Regions from separate parts of the Oryzias latipes genome. Here region 1 is linked to region 2. Evidence: chromatin contacts called from public Hi-C data. All regions are on one chromosome and are shown on one strand. Each heading gives the region's core, a stretch centred on a gene start, on an enhancer-like site or on the middle of the called end of the contact. The rest is flanking DNA. Distances are from core to core; before and after follow the strand shown.

Region 1 (4,689 bases), core at 1,735-4,234, 310 kb after region 2:
AAGTATTTGCTCAACAACAAAAGTCAGACTTTAAGGTCATTGACGGTGGTACAAACGTTTCCTGCAGGTCTTTGTTTGGCTCACTGTAACTTTAATTTAACTTGACCGTTTATAGGCAAAGAAATGACTTTAAATTGTAGTAAAATTAGGTTTTTCAACAACAAGTAACTGCAAAATTTTGTTGGTTTAGTTTAAATATTTACAAGTTTAAAAAGTTATTGTTTTTGAAATTTCAGACTATAATTTAGTCTTTCTAAACCTTTTTACTCGTTTATTTTTTAGATGCAGTTTAACACTTTAAAATAATTACTTTTTAGGAGATTGTTTTTGATGTGGAATTTTTTTAAAGGAATCTAATAAAAAGGAATGCAGTTGTGCTCACAGACTGATCCAGGATAATTCCAACATTTTTGACTTGATGTTATTTTAAGACTTAAAGCATTAAAACTCACTAGTTTTGAATCAATTTGAGTGTCCGGTGCATCATTAACACACATTTCTGTGAATAAACAGGACTAAAATATTTGGTTCAGCAGGTTGTGAGCACACTCATTTTTATTGCTTTCAGAACAGTTTTTTTTAAATGTTCTGCTCTCAAATGTAATGGTGTTGTTCAGGGACCACTTGTTAATCTCTTGCTTCATGGTAAATAAAGGATGAACATTGCAATTTTGAAAACATGCTGAACCAGCGACGATTGTGATGAGAATGAGGCAGAACACCTGAAACTCAGGTCGGTATTCAATCAGACAATGAGTTTTTGGTCAGAGGACGACTCTGATCGGACAGTTTAGTAACTCTGAATACCCTGATAGATGTTTTTGTTTTATTGGTCGAAGATTTCCGCCGAAGTTTGACTGGTGCTCCTGACCAATGAGTTATATCACTAGAGGAGACATCACGTGATTCCTCATGGGAGGAGAGCACCGCCATCTTGGTGAGGTCAACTTACTACTGCAGTGAATGCATGTGAACACATTTTTTGCATAATACCAGTTCATTGTTTGGGTTTCAACTGCCAAAATCAGATAAATGAGTCCATGAAGGAGGAAAGTATATCATTTCACAGGTAAGTACTATAATTTTTTTCTTTTTATGCTGCAGGGGCTTCATTAATCGTACACATGTTGACATGCATGATGCTGCAGGGCTGTTATCAACATGCTGCATGATGTACGGATAATTTGCTGTCGACATAAATGTACATTTTATTTTGCTAAACCTGTATACAGCATACTAGGCTATTATAGAAATATAGATTTATACATTTCTGACTCAGTGACTGAACTTTTCTTGCAGGTTTCCAAAGGATTCAGACTTAAGGAAAAAGTGGATCTTAGCTATAAAAAGAGCTAATCCAGATGGATCACTGTGGTACCAACTAGCAATACAGTCTGGATATGTTCAGAACATTTTGTGGAAACACATTTTGATAAGAGGCCAGACTGTTTGCTTGAAACCCGACACCATACCATCTGTGTTACACAAATTGATCACTAACATGAATCAGTATAAATCTATTGTTCTTTTTGTTGTTGTTGTTTTTTTTAGGATAAATCTATTGTTTACTTTTGTACTTCTTTTGAATATTTATTTTATTATTATTATTATTATTATTATTATTATTATTATTATTATTATTATTATTATTATTATTATTATTATTATTATTAATAGACTTATTTTTTATTGTTTATTTACTTATTATTTATGTATTGTTATTATTTATTGTTTGCATTGACTTACTATTGATTTATTATTATTATTACTATTACTATTATAATTATTATTAGCGGCTGAGTAGCTCGGTTGGTAAGGTGAGCAGCTACCATGCAGGAATCCAGGGTTCGATTCCCGGAGGGGAAGAAACAATGGTACTGGGGGCAATTACCATATCAATGACAAGCAGTTAACATCACTCAGTAAGGGTCCTTAGGCAAGGCCCTTAAAGCTACCGCCTCCCGAGCGCAGCTCAGTTGCAGCTCACTGCTCCCCCAGGGGATGGGCCAAATGCAGAGAAGAATTTCCCCATTGAGGGATAAATAAAGTATACAAAAAAAAAATTATTAATATTATAATTAATAGACTTGTTTTTATTATTATTTGACTTATTATTTATTTATTGTTATTATTTATTGTTTGTATTGATTCACTATTGATTTATTATTATTTGTATATTATTGACTTATTGTTGGGTTTTTCTAAATAATTTAAATTACATGTCAAAGAGGTCTAGAACTTCTAAATGTTTAGAAATTATTTTTAAAAATTCTTTGTAATAATTTTTTTATTTGTAACCCTGCAACAATGCATTTTCATTAAAGTTTGAGCTTTTAAGGTTGATTGTTTCTCTTCTTTAACAACAAATGATGTATCTATATATATATTATATATATAAATATAATGTATTTACATATATGTATAAATATATATATAAATTTAAAAATATATATAGTATATAAAAGCTACTTAGACACCTCTAAAAGCAATAGAAATCATTGTCATGTGGGCGTCGTCGACCTCACCAAGATGGCGTCGCGCTCCGCCACCGTCGGCTAGGCTTCTAAAACGGGCGTGTCTCCTCTAGTGATATAAGTCATTGCTCCTGACATGTTCACTTTAACTGAAAAATTGGATTCAATTTAGCGGAAGTGACGTGAATCGGTTCCAAGACGGTACCGGAAGTTTAGAAATTCTGAGTCCTACACAAAAACATTATGCCGATAAAGATAGCTATTTTTGTTAAGTGCTTTTTAGTTTACTTTTTAAATAATATATTTAAGGTTTAAGTTTAAATTCGCCTAATTAAAGAAATGTTGAATAATATCGTGCTTAGCCTTTATTTGTTAGGAACATCCCTTTTATTTTAACGTAATATTATTATTATTATTTTTACTTCAAGGTTATTTTTTGTTTGTTTTCGGTTATTGAAAGTTTAAAATAGAAACCAATGTTTGTGGTGACAGTAGTTTAAATATTCATTTTATTTTGCAAGTCTTTTGACCGGAGTTGGACCGGAAGCTGGGCAGTCCTGACCGACAGCCCCCCGTCAGTTCACGGTAACTCCTCCGTCCTCTAACAGCGCAAACGGACTCAAAATGCTCTCCTACATCTTCGGCGTGAGTATCCCTCATTTAAAGCGGTTTAAGTCGTGTTTTTCCTCGGCTTGCGCATGCGCGCTCCCCCATGCTAATGCGGTCGCTCGTGCTGTTTTCCTGAGCAAAATTGTGAGGGCCTGTCTGTCTACAGGAAGGAGTGACGCATTTCTCCCAAACAAACACAAACCATTTAGGGAAACCGCGCCCGCCGTTCTCCCTCATGCAGCTGCTAACGCTAACTGATGAGTCATTCCTCCGTTTTCATGACTCAGCTCATCCGAGGCGGCCTGGACAGCGTCATCAACCTCATCTTCAGACTCTTCTTCTCCAAGAGGAGACCCGCCATCACCTTGGAGGACCCCAACATCAAATACGCGCTGCGCCTCATAGATAAGGAGGTGCGTTGGAATGAGTCTTTGAACGCAGCTGGTGCGTTCAGGGGCTCCTTTGAAACTGTTTGTTCTGCAGATCGTGAGTCACGACACCAGGAGGTTCCGTTTTGCGCTGCCCTCCCCGGAGCACGTCCTGGGCCTCCCTGTAGGTGGGTATGACCTCCGACCTCCAGGCGGCCGGAGCTGCAGCTTCACTCACGAGCGCTCTCCCCTGCAGGACAGCACATCTACCTGTCTGCAAAGATCGACGGGAAGCTGGTGGTCCGGCCGTACACCCCCGTGTCCAGCGACGACGACAAAGGTTCAGTCGACCTGGTGGTGAAGGTGAGGAGCCCAACAGTCCTGCTTTTCACCGACGTCCCCGCTTTTGACACGCCTCTGTGTCTGCAGGTTTACTTCAAAGGCATCAACCCAAAGTTTCCGGAAGGAGGGAAGATGAGTCAGTACCTGGAGAGCCTCAAGATCAACGACACCATCGACTTCAGAGGCCCCAGCGGGCTCCTGGTCTACAGGGGCAGAGGTGAGCGGCACGACGAAGACGCCGCGCCCCACGGTGAGGCTGTTGTTGAGCTCTGCTCGCTCCTTTTCAGGGGTTTTTGACGTCCAGCCGGAAAAAAAGTCCCCGGCCGTGAAGAAGACGGCCAAACATGTGGGCATGATCGCTGGAGGAACAGGTGAGGAACGGCGTTCTGCGGGTCCCAGGATGTTCTGCAGGGCCCAGTTCTCCAGTCATGTGCTAAACTCACTGAAGGTCACTAAACTCATAAAGTTTAAGTAAATGGAGGAACAAAAATGGACAAGATTTTTAAATAAGAAAATAATAAAAGAAGTTTGGGAACCCCCCCCCCCCTCTCTGTTAATAGCTTGTGCTATCTTAGATGACCCCACCCACATTGACGTGTTCCCCCTACCATGACAAAGGTGGATAAAGGTGACGAGTATTTCATGTAATCCATGGACACCAGTGAAGATCACAAATCATTGAAGAAAAAAGGTTCAGAGCACTGTCCAGTGGGTCTAGATGACCCAACCCCCAACGTTACAGTGCCTAGGATAGTACAAGGGTTACAAGTCCACATTCTGTAGCCTCTGATTAGATCATTGGTGCTCAAACCTCCTTCCTCTGCAAACAAAAACACCTCAAACTGCTCCCATCTGGAACTCCAGCCTCCAATCATGATATATTATAGTCTGTGACT
Region 2 (4,599 bases), core at 421-2,920:
ATTAAAGCAGGTCTTTAAAAAAGACAAATGGAAAAGAGTTATAATCAACTGAACAAAGAGAAAGTTGTAGTTTTTCAGAAGCTTATTTGATGACAGCTTTTCTGCACCACAAGATCCAGCAGCTGTGAGGGTCAGAGTCACTGCAACACAGCAGGAAAAACTGCCCCTCAGTGAAATCCATCAACATATCTGTTAGCGTTAAAAGTCACGGAGAGCATTTCCTCCTGCTGAAGAGAAGAGGAGCCATGTGGTTTGTGAAGGAGCTAAGCAGGAGAGATTTCAGCTGATGGTGCAGATTTTTTTTTTTTTAAGGAGTCTGGCTGCTTTCCATCTGGAAACTGGAGCTGCAGGACTGAACTGTCGGACCTTCAGTCCAGACTAGAACCCACAGATCAACGTCAGACTGAAGATCAGCTGATCCATATCATGCTAAATCTGTTTTTTTTTTCCTGGGAAATGTTTTTAAATAAAACTGCACCTTTTTGAACTTTCACACGATGCACCTTTTCCAAAACAGCGTAAGAAACGTTTTAGTTTGATGCAAACCTCCAGTCCACACCCATTCCCTCCTCAGGCATTGCTTCTGTTGGGAAAACAGTGGAGGCGCTCCTCTGATCGGAGCTGGCTGGGTGACTCCTGCAGCGCCTGGGGGGAGTCTGTGTGGGAGAGTTCAGTCGCAGACAAGCTCTGGTCTGCCCAGACGCTCCTCTCCGACTGCACTACTGTCGACGTGGTGCTGCTGAAGGAGCTGTGGTGATGTACGTCAGAGCTGCGAAGGCGTGCAGTGTACCTACTGATGTTGATGGACAGAAAGGATTCCTCCAAATGTACCGCCAAAACATCAGAAACGTTACCGGCACTGTGATGGAACAAAAAGGGCCGTCTTTGGCAAACCTTGTAGAAAAGACCACCTTTTTCCTGCACAAACACGAGTTTTTAGACAATTTCTTAAAATGGAAATGTTTTTCTCAGAGTTCAGCTCAAAATGAGCAAAAAACTTGTAATTGTAAATAAATAAATGAATCTCCAAATCATCAAATCTGAGGATAAATGGCAGAGATCAATTATTTTATTTAAACTTAAAGTAGGTTTTATTGATATGTGTCATTTACATACATTTCGGAAGGCAATTATATTATTATTTTTATTATTAGAGGAACTTTATTATACTTTAGTAGTATTTTATCGTGGACTTTTAGGTTTTATTTTAAGTTTTTGTTTTGTTTTTATCTTTTCAGCCGTAATTCTTTTTTTTGTTGCTACAAATTGCAGTAAAACATTGCAAACTGCTGCAAATTTGTACTTTTATTAGTACTTTCATATTTAAAAAAATATATTTGAACCATATAAATTCTATAGTCATTATTTTGTAACACAAAATACAGTTGTATCATCAGCAAATGATAGAAAACAAACAAAAAAATACTGAAATGAATTGAAATGATATTTCAAATTATGAAATATCATGAAATATGAAATTATGAAATGTATTTTAAACTTTAATGTCAGTGGTGTTTTATCAAAGACATAGAATATTAAGTGTTTTATTTTATCTTTTGTTCATTGTTTATTAAAATTAAACATGAAAAGCATAAAATAAATAACGACAAATAATATACACAAAACATTTATAACTAAGTCCTAAAAAAAACCAAAAAACAAAAAACAAAAGAAACTTTAGAGCTTCGGCTTTATCCGGAAGTGCTCGTGTGTTTTCGCCATCACCTCCGCGAGGGCAGAGCGAGCAGAGAGCCGCACGCAGCGCTCCGGAGCAGCGCCACTCATCTGAGCGGAACACGTTCACACCTGGTCTGACAGAGGAGGGCAGTTCGACGGCAGAAGCGGCGCCTCTCAGGTGAGTCTCCGTCACAGCCTCGCTGCTCCGTCCTCCACTGTAAAGTCCGGTAGTTTGGGCAAATTTAAATAAAAGAAGAAGAAGAAGAAGAGGCCAGAGTAACTTTGCGAGGAAAGTCAGGTGTGTGTGTCTGTTTAAAAAAACAAAAAACTCCTGCGCGGAATCAAATAGGGCGTCTCGGTTTGGAAAAACGAGCAATTAAAAAAACAAAAAAGAGGTGTTGACTTTATTTTCTTGTACCTGTCAGCAGCTCCTGGGTTAATCACTTAAGGAATGCGGCGCCATTAGGACGGGGGCCGAAAGCGGAACACTTTAGTCAACTTTGACTCAACTTTCACCAACTTGTGAGGAGAGAAAAAGCCCGGGGGTGATGGCCACGGGCGGGTTTAAGCCAAACGCCACCACCGACTTTCTGGAGGAGTGGAAGGCAAAGCGGGAGAAAATGCGGGCCAAAATGTTGGGGGACATCGCCGCGGCCACCGGCGCCAACAACAGCCGCCACGCTTCTCCCGCCGGCGACAGCCCGGAGCGGGGCGCCTCCGCCGGGAACTGCCACCCCTCCCCTTGCGCGGTGGTTCGGTCCTCCTCCGGCGGCGCTTTGAGGAGAGCGGAGGAGGAAGCGGCGCACCACCCCGTCTCGCCGGAGAGCAGCCCGAGGAAGGCCACGCCTCAGGCGGACAAGGCTCCCTGCGCGTCCCCGGACTCCAGCCCCATGGCGTGCAACGACGCCGACAAGGAGAGTCCATCACCCGGCAAGGGCAAGGAGAAGAAGAGCTCCGGCCCCAGCGCCAGGAAGGGCAAGGGGCAGATCGAGAAGAGGAAGCTGAGGGAAAAGAGGAGATCAACAGGTGTTGTCAGCATACCGTCCAATGAGGTGAGTCCGTCCGTCCGCCCGGGGCTCCATCCACGGGATGAGGGCAGATAAATGTAGTCTGACATTTTTCAGATCACTATACCCGATCACTAAAGTGGACCTGATCCGATTCCAGTTTGATACCAAGTCCCGATCCAAAACTTAACACATTCAATAATGAACAAATTAAATAAACGGGTCCAGGTTGTGCCCTACTTTACATTTAATTGACCTTAAGTTATAAGTTATGCTTCATTGTGGCCTTTTTAGCCAAAAGTAAAAAAAACAACAACTTGTCATTTCACTTTCTAGGACATAGTTTCTGCAGAGGGGCAGTCTTTAATTAGAAACTTACCTCAGAGTTGTGGGTTTGTGAGACTGTATGTTTGGAGTAAGCCCACCCCCTTTTCCCATCATCCAACGGTTTACTCTCTCTCTCCCGCTAGCTTACTGCCCTTCACGCCACCGAGCTAACATTACAGGCGCAACAAAAACGGCGAGCAATATCGGAGCCCTCCGGCCGTACAGTTGAGATCCAGATTCAGATGTGTGACGAGAAGTGGGGCGGGCTTACGCTGTGCCAATAGCCCCGCCCACAACTTGGAGTCGGATTTCTTATGAGCTCCTGCCGCTCTGCAGAAACTATGTCCTAGAAAACCACACGCTGGGAACGCTTTTACAATAGATCAAAGGATGATCAGAGTGGGACTTTGAAGACAAACCAGTAGAGACACTCACTGTCAACTTTAAATGTTTCTTGAAAGATTTTGAGCCTGGTAGTCAAATTCTGTGAATTTCTTGCCGACTTCGCTGAACTGTTTTTCTGTGCACCTCCTGCTCAAACAAGTGTCGTATTCTGCTGCGTTTTAATGCAATAAAGTGATCCGTTCATGATATGAAGACTTCTACCAAGGCATTTATGTGAAATAATAAGTTAGAAATATGAAACTACATGATCTGGCCTGATCTCCGATTGTAGTTGGATTGGGACTTCCTTAGTTTTAGGGGCGCCAAAAGACTTTTTCTTTGTTTTATAGAGTTGGAAAAGGATTTAACCTTCTTCTTTTTCTAAATACTTTCTAAAAGTAATCACATTTGGAGAACTTGTTCCCTCAGAAACCTCCAAAATTCCTCTCATGCATGTTAATCCACCATCAAGAGAAAGAAACGAAAAGCAGCTCTTGCAGGGAGGAGGGGGTGGGGGTGGGGGGGGGGGGTAAGGTGGAGGTCATTGTTTTTTTAATTTGAATGGTGTACCACTCCTGCCTGGTTCCTTTCGTCTCACACGTGTGGTTCTGTGTGGCCCTACCCTTGGATAAAGTCTCAACCACCTCGTCCTTGGTAGCCTCCCAGGGTTCTGTGCTCCCAGGAGTTGGAGCTGTTGTCGGTCGCTGCTCCACATCCTGTCATTAGGTGCTCAGCAGGGCCGTTTGAAAGCCAGCCAGGCGGTAATGCCGGGCTTCTGCTCTGCCAGATTTGTCTGATGGAGCCCATAAGGGAGCCGGTTGGTGAACAAGCTGTTATTTCAGGGTCTAATCTGACGAGGTGGGGAGGTTTTTTTTTTTCTTTTTCTTTCCTTTCGTCAATTTTTCAGTCTTTGAAATTGAAACCTGGGCTGCATTTGTCCCTCAGGCCGGACTTTGGACACGCCTGACCTAAAGGACACACGCCTTTCTTTCTCTGACATACACCCTAACAGAGTTCTGCTTACAAACAATACATTTTTAACCCTTGTGCTATCTTGTGGGGTCACAATGACCCCACATCGACGTGTTCTCCCTACATGATAAAGGTGGAAAGATTTTTTGTAATCCATGGACACCAGTGAAGATCACAAATCATTGAAGAAAAAAAGTTCAGCGCACTGTCTAGTGGGTCTAGATGACCCAAC

The links. Hi-C and Micro-C count contacts between places; a contact is called where the count stands out from the background.
Region 1: a contact with region 2 is called in a Hi-C map of gastrula embryo, with 2.7 times the contacts expected there. The contact joins the promoter of LOC101175543 here to the promoter of pawr in region 2. A contact is called at or near these places in 5 of 5 Hi-C or Micro-C datasets (embryo, fibroblasts and gastrula embryo).

What each region holds. Positions count from the first base shown.
Region 1 is chr23:19,624,517-19,629,205 of ASM223467v1, forward strand. LOC101175543 (NADH-cytochrome b5 reductase 3-like) reads left to right here and starts at 2,985. Exons shown (of 9, transcript XM_023952551.1): 1 at 2,985-3,119; 2 at 3,371-3,496; 3 at 3,567-3,639; 4 at 3,708-3,814; 5 at 3,881-4,010; 6 at 4,081-4,164. The coding sequence starts at 3,099.
Region 2 is chr23:19,318,046-19,322,644 of ASM223467v1, forward strand. It overlaps pawr (PRKC apoptosis WT1 regulator protein), which reads left to right and starts at 1,671. Exons shown (of 7, transcript XM_023952338.1): 1 at 1,671-1,855; 2 at 2,103-2,729. The coding sequence starts at 2,226.